Regions from separate parts of the Capra hircus genome. Here region 1 is linked to region 2. A link is a contact called in public Hi-C data. All regions are on one chromosome and are shown on one strand. Each heading gives the region's core, a stretch centred on a gene start, on an enhancer-like site or on the middle of the called end of the contact. The rest is flanking DNA. Distances are from core to core; before and after follow the strand shown. Region 1 holds the start of FBXO2 (F-box only protein 2). Region 2 overlaps DRAXIN (draxin).

What was found. A called contact is a pair of places that touch in the nucleus more often than the background predicts.
Region 1: a contact with region 2 is called in a Hi-C map of blood, with 5 times the contacts expected there. The contact joins the promoter of FBXO2 here to the enhancer-like site in region 2. A contact is called at or near these places in 2 of 5 Hi-C or Micro-C datasets (both in blood).

Annotation. Positions count from the first base shown.
Region 1 is chr16:40,515,374-40,521,152 of ARS1.2, forward strand. FBXO2 (F-box only protein 2) reads left to right here and starts at 3,344. Exons shown (of 6, transcript XM_018060347.1): 1 at 3,344-3,836. The coding sequence starts at 3,815. LOC102184360 (F-box only protein 44) reads right to left here and starts at 3,283. Exons shown (of 7, transcript XM_018060349.1): 1 at 3,177-3,283; 2 at 2,001-2,272; 3 at 773-899; 4 at 534-629; 5 at 290-425. The coding sequence starts at 2,265.
Region 2 is chr16:40,446,226-40,452,037 of ARS1.2, forward strand. DRAXIN (draxin) reads right to left here. Exons shown (of 6, transcript XM_005690675.3): 6 at 4,414-4,581. The coding sequence ends at 4,469. Among named protein-coding and RNA genes, the nearest start is that of DRAXIN, 14 kb to the right of the region's middle. Within about 2 kb of position 4,311, at least 1 of the 5 cell types and tissues checked has an H3K27ac peak or open chromatin away from gene starts, as enhancers often do.

The sequences.
Region 1 (5,779 bases), core at 2,094-4,593, 68 kb after region 2:
CCTGCAAAGCTTAAACTACTTGTATCTGGCCTTTTAAGAAAAAGATCACTGATCCCTGACCTAGACAATAGTTACAACTGGTAGTAATTAGTAGTAGTCAACCTTTTTGAACATATCTTTCCAAGCATCATTTCATTGAAGTCTTTTAGAGGTCAGAGCAGCCAAAGCCTAGGTCAGAAGCAGTGGAACTGGAATCTGAACCCAGGTCTGTGTGACTGCGGTCTCAGCCTTGGACAGTATGCCCCCATCCCCTTCACAACTCACACACCTCCCTTCATGACTCACACACCTCCCTCCACTTGGCATCGCTCTTCTGCTGGATCATTGCTGGGTCTGGCTGGAAGGTCCCCAGAGGTGCGTGTGCTGACGATAGGAGCTGAACACACAGCTGGTACTTGGACCCGCAGTCTGGCCTGGCTGCGAACCTGCAGGCAGTGGGAGGGCCCATTAATAGGGCCTTGGAGATGGGGGGCAGGGTAGGGGTGGGGCACCTGAGTGGCAGGCCCCCCCACGCCCTTACCCCAGGCACTTACCAGTCTTTGACCTGGATATCTGGCCTTGTGGTGTCCATCAGCTCCTCCCAGTACCCTTCGGCCTTGAGATCCACCACCTGGGACTTGAGGCAGGTGCTGGGGGTAGGTGGAGGGGTGGGAGGGGCTGGGGCTCGCCACCAGGGCCCTCTAGGGCTAGGCCTGCCCTTCCCAGAGCAGGAGAGGCCTCAAGGTGCAGTGACTTGGGCTTCCCCACCTCCCGGAGACCCCATGGATCTTACTAATAAGAAGTCACGAAGTATTTCTTGACCTGGTCATTGCGAAATTCCTTCCTCTGGTCTTTGGAGAGATCTTCCACCTTCCACTCATCACCTCCATTCACATCCAGGCTCCAGAATTCAAACCCCTCTGGTGGGAAAGCAGAGTTCACATCAAAGGGAGGCCCCCCTAGTGGTCAGCGCCTAAGCACCCCTTGCTCCCAGCATCTCTCCCTGGATTTCAGCAGCTTCCCTCAAGCCCCCAGCTGGGGAACCCTGCACATCCGGTGTGCCAGGCACCACCATGACTGACTTCTACTGAGAATCCCGACAGTGGGAATGACCAGAAGACTTCTGTTAGGGAATGCTCTGATGCCAGGCAGATCTGGATCTAGTCCCAGCTCTACCAATACTGGACTCTGTGACCTTATGCAAGCTGCTTTCTCTCTCTGAGCCTTGGTTTCATCCTCTGTAAACGGGTCAGGAACAGAGACTGGAAAACTTTTTCCACAAAGTGTCAAGTTTTGTGGGCTACATATTGACTATCACATAAAACCTTAGAAATTCTTCTTAGCTCCTGGGCCAGATTTGGCCTATGGACTATGGTATGTCAACTGCTGGTCCAGAACATAGCTGTTGGGGAGTCAGGTGAGGAGGCATCTGAAAGCTCTGGACAGCTTTGGGTGGTTTTATTATTTCACTCCAGAATTTGACCACATAATGGAGAATGAGGTTCTCATCCCATCCCAGTGTCTAATTAATCAGTTACAACACAGCAACAGAAAGGGGGGCCTCTGGATAACCACAGAAGTCATGTTGCACCTGCTGCTGGAATGTGTTGGAAAGATTAGATCTCTCCCTCTTTCATGAGCAAAGTCACCTTTGTCCTCTGGGACACTCCTAATAGGCTTAATCCTGGAGTCTGGGAACCAGGCCAAGAAAATATGGTTCTGACTTCCGGGTCTTGTGTCCTGGGCACAATTAGTCCCAACTGGCCAACATTCCTTCTCAGAAAGGTCACTGGGGAAATAACCTTAAGAGTGGAATAGGAAATGCCACTGTTGGCCTCAGTTTTCCCATCTGAAAGATGGGTGCCTAATAGCACTTACCTCTTAGGATTACTGTGAGAGGATGAAAGGCATTAAGCCCCCTAAAATGCCTGGCTGGCTCATTGTTAGAGCTTAATGAATGTTAGCTGACATCACAACAGTATGTGTGTTTGGGGGCATGTCAGATCCAGTCAGCATCCCACCTTCGGCACATGGGTTATGCAGGAGGTTCCTGTGGAGGCTGCGGAGGAAGTAGAAGACCTTCCAGTCGGCCACAGGGTGGTCCCAGTCCTCGGTGATGAAGCCCTCGCGCAGGCACTTGCGCTTCCAGAGGGTCACGAGATCGATGAGGTCACGCCAGAGGCTGCAGACCAGGCGGCAGCGCAGCAGCAGCTGGCGGGCAGGCACGTGTGTAAACAACTCGAGCAGGATGTTCTCAGGCAGCTCGTTGATGTTCCCCACCGCCATAGCTCTCCTGTGGGCATTGGCAAGCTACACTGCAGACCTGGCCCCCTCCCAAGGACCAGGTACTCACAGCACCCTGGTGGAGGTTCTCCTCCCAGCTCTGCCACTGATTGTCTCAGGAAAGTCACCGGGCTTCTCTGAGCCTCAGTTTCCTGCTCTGTAAAGTGGGGCTAGGAACAGTACTTACCTCCTGGAAAGGGTTCAAGGACCTCTCTCAGGAGAAGCTCAGTAAAAGGTGAGCTCTGGTTTTTTTTTTACTGGCACCTCACAATAGCCCCTAAGGGAGGCGAAGGAGGCAGAAGAGGTGGGATCTGCCCGAGGCCACACGGACAGAAGCAGCGAAAGGAGCCTGAGCCCTTTCTGAGTCTAGAGCCAGCCTTTTTCAAAAGGCCAGTCTTTCGCCTGGAAATACAAACGCAAAGCCCCGCAGGCTGTCTGGCACCTTCTCATTCTCTCTCCCATCCTCAAAACAGAGGAGGGGAAAGCATAATTGTCATTGTCTTCGACCGACGTCCAAAGGGCTCAAGCCACGTTTCCGAGACCACGGAGGAAATGACCTGCCTGGGTGAGACTGGAGAAGCGGTAGGCGAGGGCGAGCCGCCTTTCCTATACCTCCATCCCCATCCCCGTGGCTGGGCTCCAGGCCCAGGTGCCCTCGCGCGTCTTCGACTTCCCATCCCTCCTTGTGGCTTTCAAAGTCTAGGCTTGGACCCCTGCCCATCGATGGCGACCCCAGTTGGGTCTCTTGCCCGCGCCGCCGCCCGAGGCCGCTCCGCGCAACCCAGCCGCCTGGGCCTTGTTCGCGCTGGGCCTCTCTCGGCACACTGCGGCGGGGCCCGGAAGCACCGAGGCCCCCGACCCCCGCAACCCTCATCCGCGCCCCGGCGCTCCCCACGCCAACTCCCACCGGTCACCTGCGCTCGGCCGCCGCTATGCGATCCCGTTTGGCAGCCGGGGCTGAGCCTGCCTGGACCTGCAGTCGCGGTGGGTGGGGCCTCGCCTACGCCGCCGACCAAGCCCCGCCCCGGCCCGCCCCCGCGGCCCGCTCCGGTCCCCGCCTCTTGGGGAGCACTAGGCTTGGGACGCCCCCCTCACTGATGTAGGAAAATTACCTGGGGTGGCGGGGGTGGGGCGGGCGGTGCCGGGAGGAGCTTCTGCCCTCTTCCTCCAACTGGCCCGCGCACCCCGCACCCTCCGCCCCTCACCGCCTCCTCCAAGCAGTCACCCCAGGAGGGTGCAGGGAGACGCCCGGAATTGGGCTCCCCCTCCTCCTACATTAAAAAACAAAAACAAAACCCGACCTTTCCGGGCCTCCTGGGTCTGCCAAGGAACCGGGAGCCTCCGGCCTCTGGCCGATCGCTCCGGACTGCAGGGCGTCCCGGCGCGGGGCCAAACGCTGGGCGGGGGCGGAGGCGGGGGCCTTTAAAAGGCTCAGTCGGCCGGGACCCGACCCAGACGCGGGCAGCGCCTGGACTCGCCGCCGCCGCCTCGGGACTCGGACAGCCCCGCAGCGCTCCGGGTCCTCCTCCTCTCGCGAACGCCCTCCGCAACGATGGACGGAGACGGTGACCCAGGTAGCCTCCGCCACCGGATCCACTCGCTCAGTCTAGGAGGGGTGACCGGGGCAGGCGGGCGAATGCTATGGAGAGGGCGCATCAGAGAGCGAGGGGGCCCCCCAGACCCAGAGCGGCAAACTTTCACCCAAGCAGAGCCCTTGAGACAGTCTCTAAGGAGCACAGCCTTCTGTCTGGTATCTTGATGTGCGGGAGGCCTTGAGAGATGACAGGCAAAGGGAGGACTCCTGGGTCCCATTTAACCCGCAGATAGCATAGGAGCACGTTCCTTCCTCCTCTTGGCTTCCTGAGGGTCTGATGACCGGGATCTGGGACCCATCTGCGATGGAAGAGGCCGCAAGCCTTTTTATTCCATCAGCTTCTTGCATTTGCCAACTCTGGGCCGTGAGTTGTCTGAATCCCCACGAATTTCTTGGGGTTACTGCCCTCTCCCCACCTTATCCAAGCCTTCCTCCTGGGATCCCTTGTCTGGAGGGGCTATCCTCATTTGGTTGGCTGGATGCCCAGTGGGCACCAGGCCAGTGGTGAGAGAGTTCAGGCGTCAGCTCTAGCTGATGCTTAGAGCCCTTTGAGACTGCCCAGTCATCTTGTCTGGCACCAAAGACCCCCTCCTCATCTCTAGGAATTCCTGCTGGGCCTGGAGGGGTTGCTTGCTGAGTCAGGGTGGGAACAAGACCTGCCCACTCCCAGATTCCCTCACCCCTTTGTCATTAGGCCCATCTGAGAGGCCATTGCTTGGGGGAGACAATGGGTAACAGTGATGCTCACTAAGGTGGCCGAGATGCCCTGCCCCCACCTCTAGCCCTGAAAATCCTACCTCCTTCAGCTCTTGCTCCCAATCCATGGCCCCCTTGCCACACCTTTCATAGGACCCAGAATGGGTTCCTGCTTTTTCCCAGGGCCCAGCTATTCCCCGGACTCAAGGGCCCAATCCAAGTGAGTGAATAAGCCTCGGAGGCAGTTTCCAGGACCCAGATAACTTTCCGAAGGCAACAATGTGGGGAGTTGTATTTGCTCCAGAGAGGGTGGGGGGCCTGTAATCAGATCTGGGGCCTTGAGTGCCAGGCCTGGGGCCAGGAGAGGGGACTGGGTGAGGTGCACCTTTCTGGGGAGCATCAGGTGTCCACCAGGGCCAGGGCAGGGCAGGGCAGGGGGAGGGGTAGAGAGGTGAGGACACTGGGCCCAGCTCCCTGGAGAGCTGTGGGCAGCAGGGCAGGCAGGTGACATGGCTTCAGGGCAGGCATTTTCCTCTACGCCATCTCCACCATTCTACGGTGTGACTTGGGAGAGGCCAGTAAGCCTCTCTGGGCCTCAGTTGCCTCCTGGCCAGAGGGGTGGGTAAAGCACCATATCATAAAGATGTGGCAAAAAATAATAATAAAAAAAGCTAATAATGAAGGGAACTGTGCTAACTAATAAGATCCACTGAATAAGATATCCTGAGGACTCCCTGTGTACTCCGGGGTCTGAAGAGGTAAACCCTGATTCGGCTCTCAGGGGTCTGACTGGGGTTTAGGGGTGGGGAATGCTGCATGTGAGGAGGTGAAGGACTGGCTGGCCAGGTCCTGGCAACCCCCAGCCTTGGGTCTGGGCCCTACCTGTTCCTCCCCTGGTGTCTGGCCTGTTTCCGCCACTGCCTTGGCTTTCTAGGGCCCAGCCCTTAGGGAACCCTCCCCACCCCTTCTTAGGTCTGAGAGCAATGGCTTCCCCCATCACTCAGAGTGGCTCCATCTCCTCCTCACTGTCTCCAGGGAAACTGGGCACACAGTATCTGCTTATTCAAGGCTCGGATGGCCCAGCTGAGGCCAGCCAGGATCCAAAAGACAGTTCAGCCCACAGCTCCTGACATGGGTCCCTCTCATAATTTAGAATGCCCTTGCCCACTCCTCAGCGGAGGTGATCATCAGTACCATTGGAATGCCTTGGTGCAGGGATTATTCCTA
Region 2 (5,812 bases), core at 3,061-5,560:
CAAGACTGTGGAACGGACATTGACAATGGGAACTGTGATAGGGAAGACCTTTTGTACCTATTACAAATTAATCACTACAGGGACATTGCCTATAAACTTAAATTACACATAATGGCCCATTACTGGGAACCCTGCTTCCCAGATAATGAGCATTAAGCTAAAATATCTTTGTTTAGCACAAAAGGAACATCCTGATCAGGTCCACCTGTGAACGACTGACTGCAGGGAGGAAGAGACGAAGGCTGATGGAAACCAAAAAGTGTTTGAGTTTCCCCTTTAAATATAAAAGGAGCCTGAATTCTAACTCAGGCAAGATGGGGTTGGCTGGGTTTCCGAATAAAGTCACTATTCCTTGTCCCAACAATAACAAAAAAAGGACGGAGGGACCAGAAAGTCTTTTGCATCCAGAAGAGGCTGCTTATCCTCCACCAGACCACCATCCTGATTTAGGATTCAGTAAATATACTCCCTGTGATGGAAGCCCCTGGTTCTTCAGATTGGCAAGTCCTACCATGCCCTCCCCAGCACATGCCCTCCCATCTCCCACAGGAGTGATGATCATCATGAAGGTCATGGTGTCCCTGTCAACCGCATGCAACCCCCAATGAGGAGCCCAAATAGTTGGCCTCTCCTGCTGTCTCTCCCAGCACCCATTTTTCCTTGCTGCTGTTCTGTTGTTTTATAAACATGTTCCTTGCAGGTTGCATAGATGTCTCTCCAGCTGCAAAGCGGATCCCTTCCAGGAAGCTGATGCCCGTCATCTCGACATTAGATCATATTGGATGTGTTGAATATGGCTTGAAGTAAGGCAGACCCTAATGCTGGGAAAGATTGAAGGCAGGAGGAGAAGGGGAAGAGATGGTTGGATGGCATCACCAACTCAATGGACATGAATCTGAGCAAACTCCAGGAGATGGTGAAAGACAGGGAAGCCTGGCGTGCTTCAGTCCATAGGGTGCCAAAGAGTCAGACACAATTGAGTGACTTAACAACAAAGGCTCCACCTGTAGCTTCTAGGTGGTGGAAGGGGTCTTGGCTTCGGGACACGACATATGGCTCGGTGACTCCTCAAGAAGCAGGTGAAGCTGTCACATTCCCATGTGGCATGGTTCTCGTGTCCTCTGACGCTTCGCCCATCTCTGGCAGGCTCAGGAGCCACTCTTGGCATCACCAGACAAGTCACGGAAAGGCAGCCCCGTGGGAACAGTGAGTATCTCTGGGGAATGGCTGGAAAGCTCCCTCAGGAGGAATGTAGGGGGCACAGGTGATCGTCCCAGTAGCTATTGGTTTCCACTTGGCCTCCTGCTCAGTTCTTTCCAGCCTCAGGGTGAGGAGGGGGGATATACTTAGAAACTCCGGATCCTGTTGTTGCATAGCCACTGACATCCACAGCTCTGCCTTAGTGGATAGAATCTGTACATGCTGCTTCGGGCTGAGTCCAGAACAGTTTTCCAAACCTCTTTGACCACAGAACCACATCCCCTCTTTCCTAAGGGAGCATCTCACAGCCCCATGTTCCAGGGAACATGCTTTGAGGAAGCATCCTGAATGGTGACTTTGAACTGATTTCTGAGTATGTGATGGATCATTGTCAAAAAACAGAACACCTGCTAAAATCATCCTAGAAAATAAATTAGCTAACACTAAGGGCTTATTATGTGCCAGGCACTGTAGCAAGCATGTTGCTAGGATTTTGTATTTACATCTCACTACACCCCTATGAAGGAAGAGTGATTAGCCCCATTTTACAGATAAAGAAATCCAGGCACAGAGACCTTAATGAAGTCTCCAAGGGTCACCAAGGTAGTGAGTGGTGGAGCAGGCCGTTTGTCAGCAGCTGCACTCCAGCATGAGGATGAAGGCAGGAGTCCCAGGCCCAGGCCCAGGTGACATGTTAGAGCCACCCGGATGCCTTGCAAAAGTACAATGCCCAGACACAACCCAGAGCGATTAAACCAGAATCTTTGCGGGTGGGCTCAGGAAACTTTGAAAGTTCCCCAGACTGTCCTAATGTGTAGCCAAGGCTGAGACCAGCAGATTAAAGCAGAGATTGGTAAACCATGGCCAGGGGTCCAAGTCCAGCCCACTGCCTATTTCTGTGTAGTCTGCAAGTTAAGAGGTTTTCACATTTTAAAATGTGTTTTAGAAAATCAAAAGAATAATCATCTGTGACAAGTGATATTATCTGAAATTCTGTGTTCATAAATAGCTTCATTGGAACACAGCCTATAATATTAATATTTATCTGGTCCTTTATGATAAGTTTGTTGAACCCTGGATTCGAGAATATTGGCCTATGCACCAGCAAAAGAAATTTAAGGCAGACCTAAGGAAGAACTTCTGGCAGAGAGGTTTGTTAAACACAGAGGGGGCTTTGAGACCCCTAACTCTGGAGTTAAGAGAATTCTACCCACTTTGCCTTTGCAAATGCAAAATGGAAGTAGCTAGGGCAAAGAGATAGGCCCTGAATTTCTAGCCGTGGAGCTCCCTTGGTAGGCACTGATAGCTGCATTAAGCCTTCCAGCTTTGTCCTAATTTTTTCTGTTTCCATCACTGATGGCCAGGGACACCCTTACCACTGCCCACCGCACCCCCCCGCCCCACCAAACAAAAGCAATTCTGGGTTCTATGCCTGCAGCCACCCCCGCTAGGGTTCTATCATGACCTCAAATCGGCCACCCCATATGAGGCACACAGCACAGGCCTTGTCTGGTCTCAGACAAAACTGCAGGCAGATTCAATGTTCAAATAGCCGGCTTTGATCTCTTGTGGTCCTCCCCTCCCTAAGATTCCCATGCCCTTTGAACCTGAATAAGGAGAAAAGAGCCGGTGTATTTGGTTTCTTCTAGATCTGTTTGTCTTCCTCGGTGCCATACCCTTGACTCCAGCTGATTTTCCCAATGGAGTAAACAGCCCCGGCATCCTGTGGGCGTGGTCCCTCTGGCTGGGGTCCAGGCCAGCAAGGCATCTGGAGAGCGAAGGTTTGCAACCTTGTTTGCCTTGGACCCGAGGGTTGGTCAGGAGTGAGATGCCAGGTGAAAGGATTTAAGTGACTCTCCTGAGTTGGCCGCTAGAGTCACATCAGCTCAGGAAGGTGTTCGGGTGGGCTCATGGGTCTGGCCTGTGGTGGATGCAGTTAGAAGAGATACCCCCAAACCCCTCAGTACACTCTGTTGAAGAAGTGTAGACCTGGGAGGGTCTCTGGGGGACCTAGAACCACTAAAGAGTATACAAAGTGGGTGCCAACTGGCAATGTGTGTTTTTGAGCCCCTGCTTACATTAGATTCTCAAAGGTCATGAACTCCAAAAGCTAAAGAACCCCTGGGGTGGCAGCTTTCAGGCCCCTCCAAAGTGCACATCCCAGGACGGGGTGAGCAGGGCCAGAGACAGAAGGAACAGCTTTACTGCTTCCTTTAAACACTTCCAGTCTCAGAACACCAGTTCTCCAGTCTGCCCAAATCCTGCCTTGTAAGCAGGCAGGTGCGTAATGCACGTTTTCTTCTTTCTTTCAAACGATACACCTTTGTCCAGGGAAGGAAGAGAACTGTGTTATTCTGACCTTCACCACAGCAAAAGGAACCACCAGGGAACACACATCTCTCACCGAAAGCCGTGGAGAACTTGGAATGAGTCCTTGGTTGTGGAAGAGCAAGGATGTGAGCCTTGGAGTAGGGCAACCCAGGTTCAGACGCCGGCTCCACTCCTGACTCCCTGGGACCTGGTGCTTTCAGTGGGGTCCCCGGTCGCCAGGAGCCATCAGCAAGCCCCGAACCTTGTTAGAAATGCAGAATCGACTGAATTGGAATCTGCATTTTAAACCAGATCCCTGGGGATTCTTACACAAGGTGAAGGTTTGAGGAGCATTGACCTGGGATCCTGGACAAGATCATTTAAGCCTGCCTCAGTTTCCTCACTTGTAAAATGGTGATTATGCCTACTTTAAAAGGTCATATGACAAACGAGATAACGTATGGCCCACGTTTAGCACAGTGCCTGGTACATAGAAGGTGCTTCAGTATTCATCTCCCGCCTTTTGGTTCCACAGTCCACGGGGTCGCAAAGAGTCGGACACGACTGGGCGACTTCACCACCATCTCTCCAGAAGTTTCCATTCTTTTCCAGCTCAAAAACCTCTTCCTTTTGAAACTTGAAACCGTTGCAGTGCTGCTGTTGGACGATAGAGGGCACTCTCGACATTGCCATCGCGGAGAACACGGACACCGGGATGCGCAGGCGGTGTCGGTGTCCCGTCCGCCCAGGGGTGGGTGCAGGTGTGCTGCTGCTCGGCTCCTGGGCAGGGGCAGTTCGTCCAGGGCTCGGGACGGAGCGTCCTGGATCTGAGCCTGCAGCCTCAGTCAGCTGGTCCCGCATTTGATCTGCCACCGCTAGTTATAAAAAAACTGCCCGGCTTCTCCAAATCTCCGGGGCCTAGTCCCCAGGCCGGTGCAGAGGCGCCTCGCGCGGGCCGCTAGACGTTGATGAAAGACCCCTGGTCGCCGTTGGCCGTTTCGGGCTCCACGCAGCGCCCCTTTCTCCGGGTGACCCTGCGGTTCCGGTGGAATTTGGCGTAGCAGCGCAGCCCTGAGCGAAGAGAGGCAAGGTGGGTGAGACCAGCCAGTCCCCCCTCGCTCTTCCCCCCACCCACGCCCGGCCTCGCACCGTTTCACTATCACTGCCTTCTTTTTTTCTGCCCTACAACCAATCCATCCCCCGCACAGCAGCCTGAATGGGTTTAAAAAAGAGAATCACAGACGGAGAAGAGTGAACAGATGGAGCACAGGAGATATTTAGGACCACGAAACTATTTTGTACGATACTATCTATAATGGTGGGTACATGTCTAGTCTTTGTCAAAACCCAAGGAATGTGCAACACAAAGAGTGTACACTAATGTAAATTATGGACTTAAGAATGTACCACTATTGGTTCACCAGTCTTAGAACGTGTACCACACTACTGTAAGATAACAGGGGAAACTGGGAAAGGCGTATGAGACTGCTATATTTTCTGTCTAATCTTCCTGTAAACCTAAAACGACTCTAAAAATAGTCTATTAAAATTATTTTTAAAAGGGATGCAGGACTTCCCTACCGTGCAATGGTAAAGATTCTGTGTTTCTAATGCAGGGAGCTTGAGTTTGATCCCTGGTCAGGGAACTAAGACCCCACATGCCATGCAGCACAGCAAATACTACTAATAAATAAAAGAGATTTCGATTCTGTCCTTCCCTATAAAACCTCCCGTGGCTCTTCACTGCACTCCAGAGGAGATCTAAACTGCTTCCCCTGGCTGCAAGACTCTCTGGGGCCTGCCCTGCCCCCTGTCTGCTCTTTTTACCTCCCACCCCTCCTCACTCTAACTCCAGCCACGCCTAGTCTTCGCACTTTTCCTCATACACCCCACCACTTCCAGCCTCAGCGCCTTTGCTGTTCTCACAGCCAGAAATCCCTTCCTGAAGCTCTTGGCATAGCTGCTCCTTCACAGTCCCTTCTCAGAGGAACCCTCCCTGACCACCTTAATTAGAGCAGGCGTGGCCCTCTTGGCCCACCAGTGGGAGGAGTTCCTGCTTGGGCTAAATTATGGCCCATGATAGACATCCCCTGGCATACATGGGTAGGCATGGTTTTCATTTCAGGCCACATCCTCCCGGGACTTCCCTGGTGGTCCAGTGGTTAAGAAGTCACCTTGCAGTTCAAGGGATGTGGGTTTGATCCCTGATCGGGGAACTAAGATTCCACATGCCATGGAGCAACTAAGCTCTCGCTGCAGCTGAGTCTAAGAGCCACAATTAGAGTCCATATGCCACAATGAA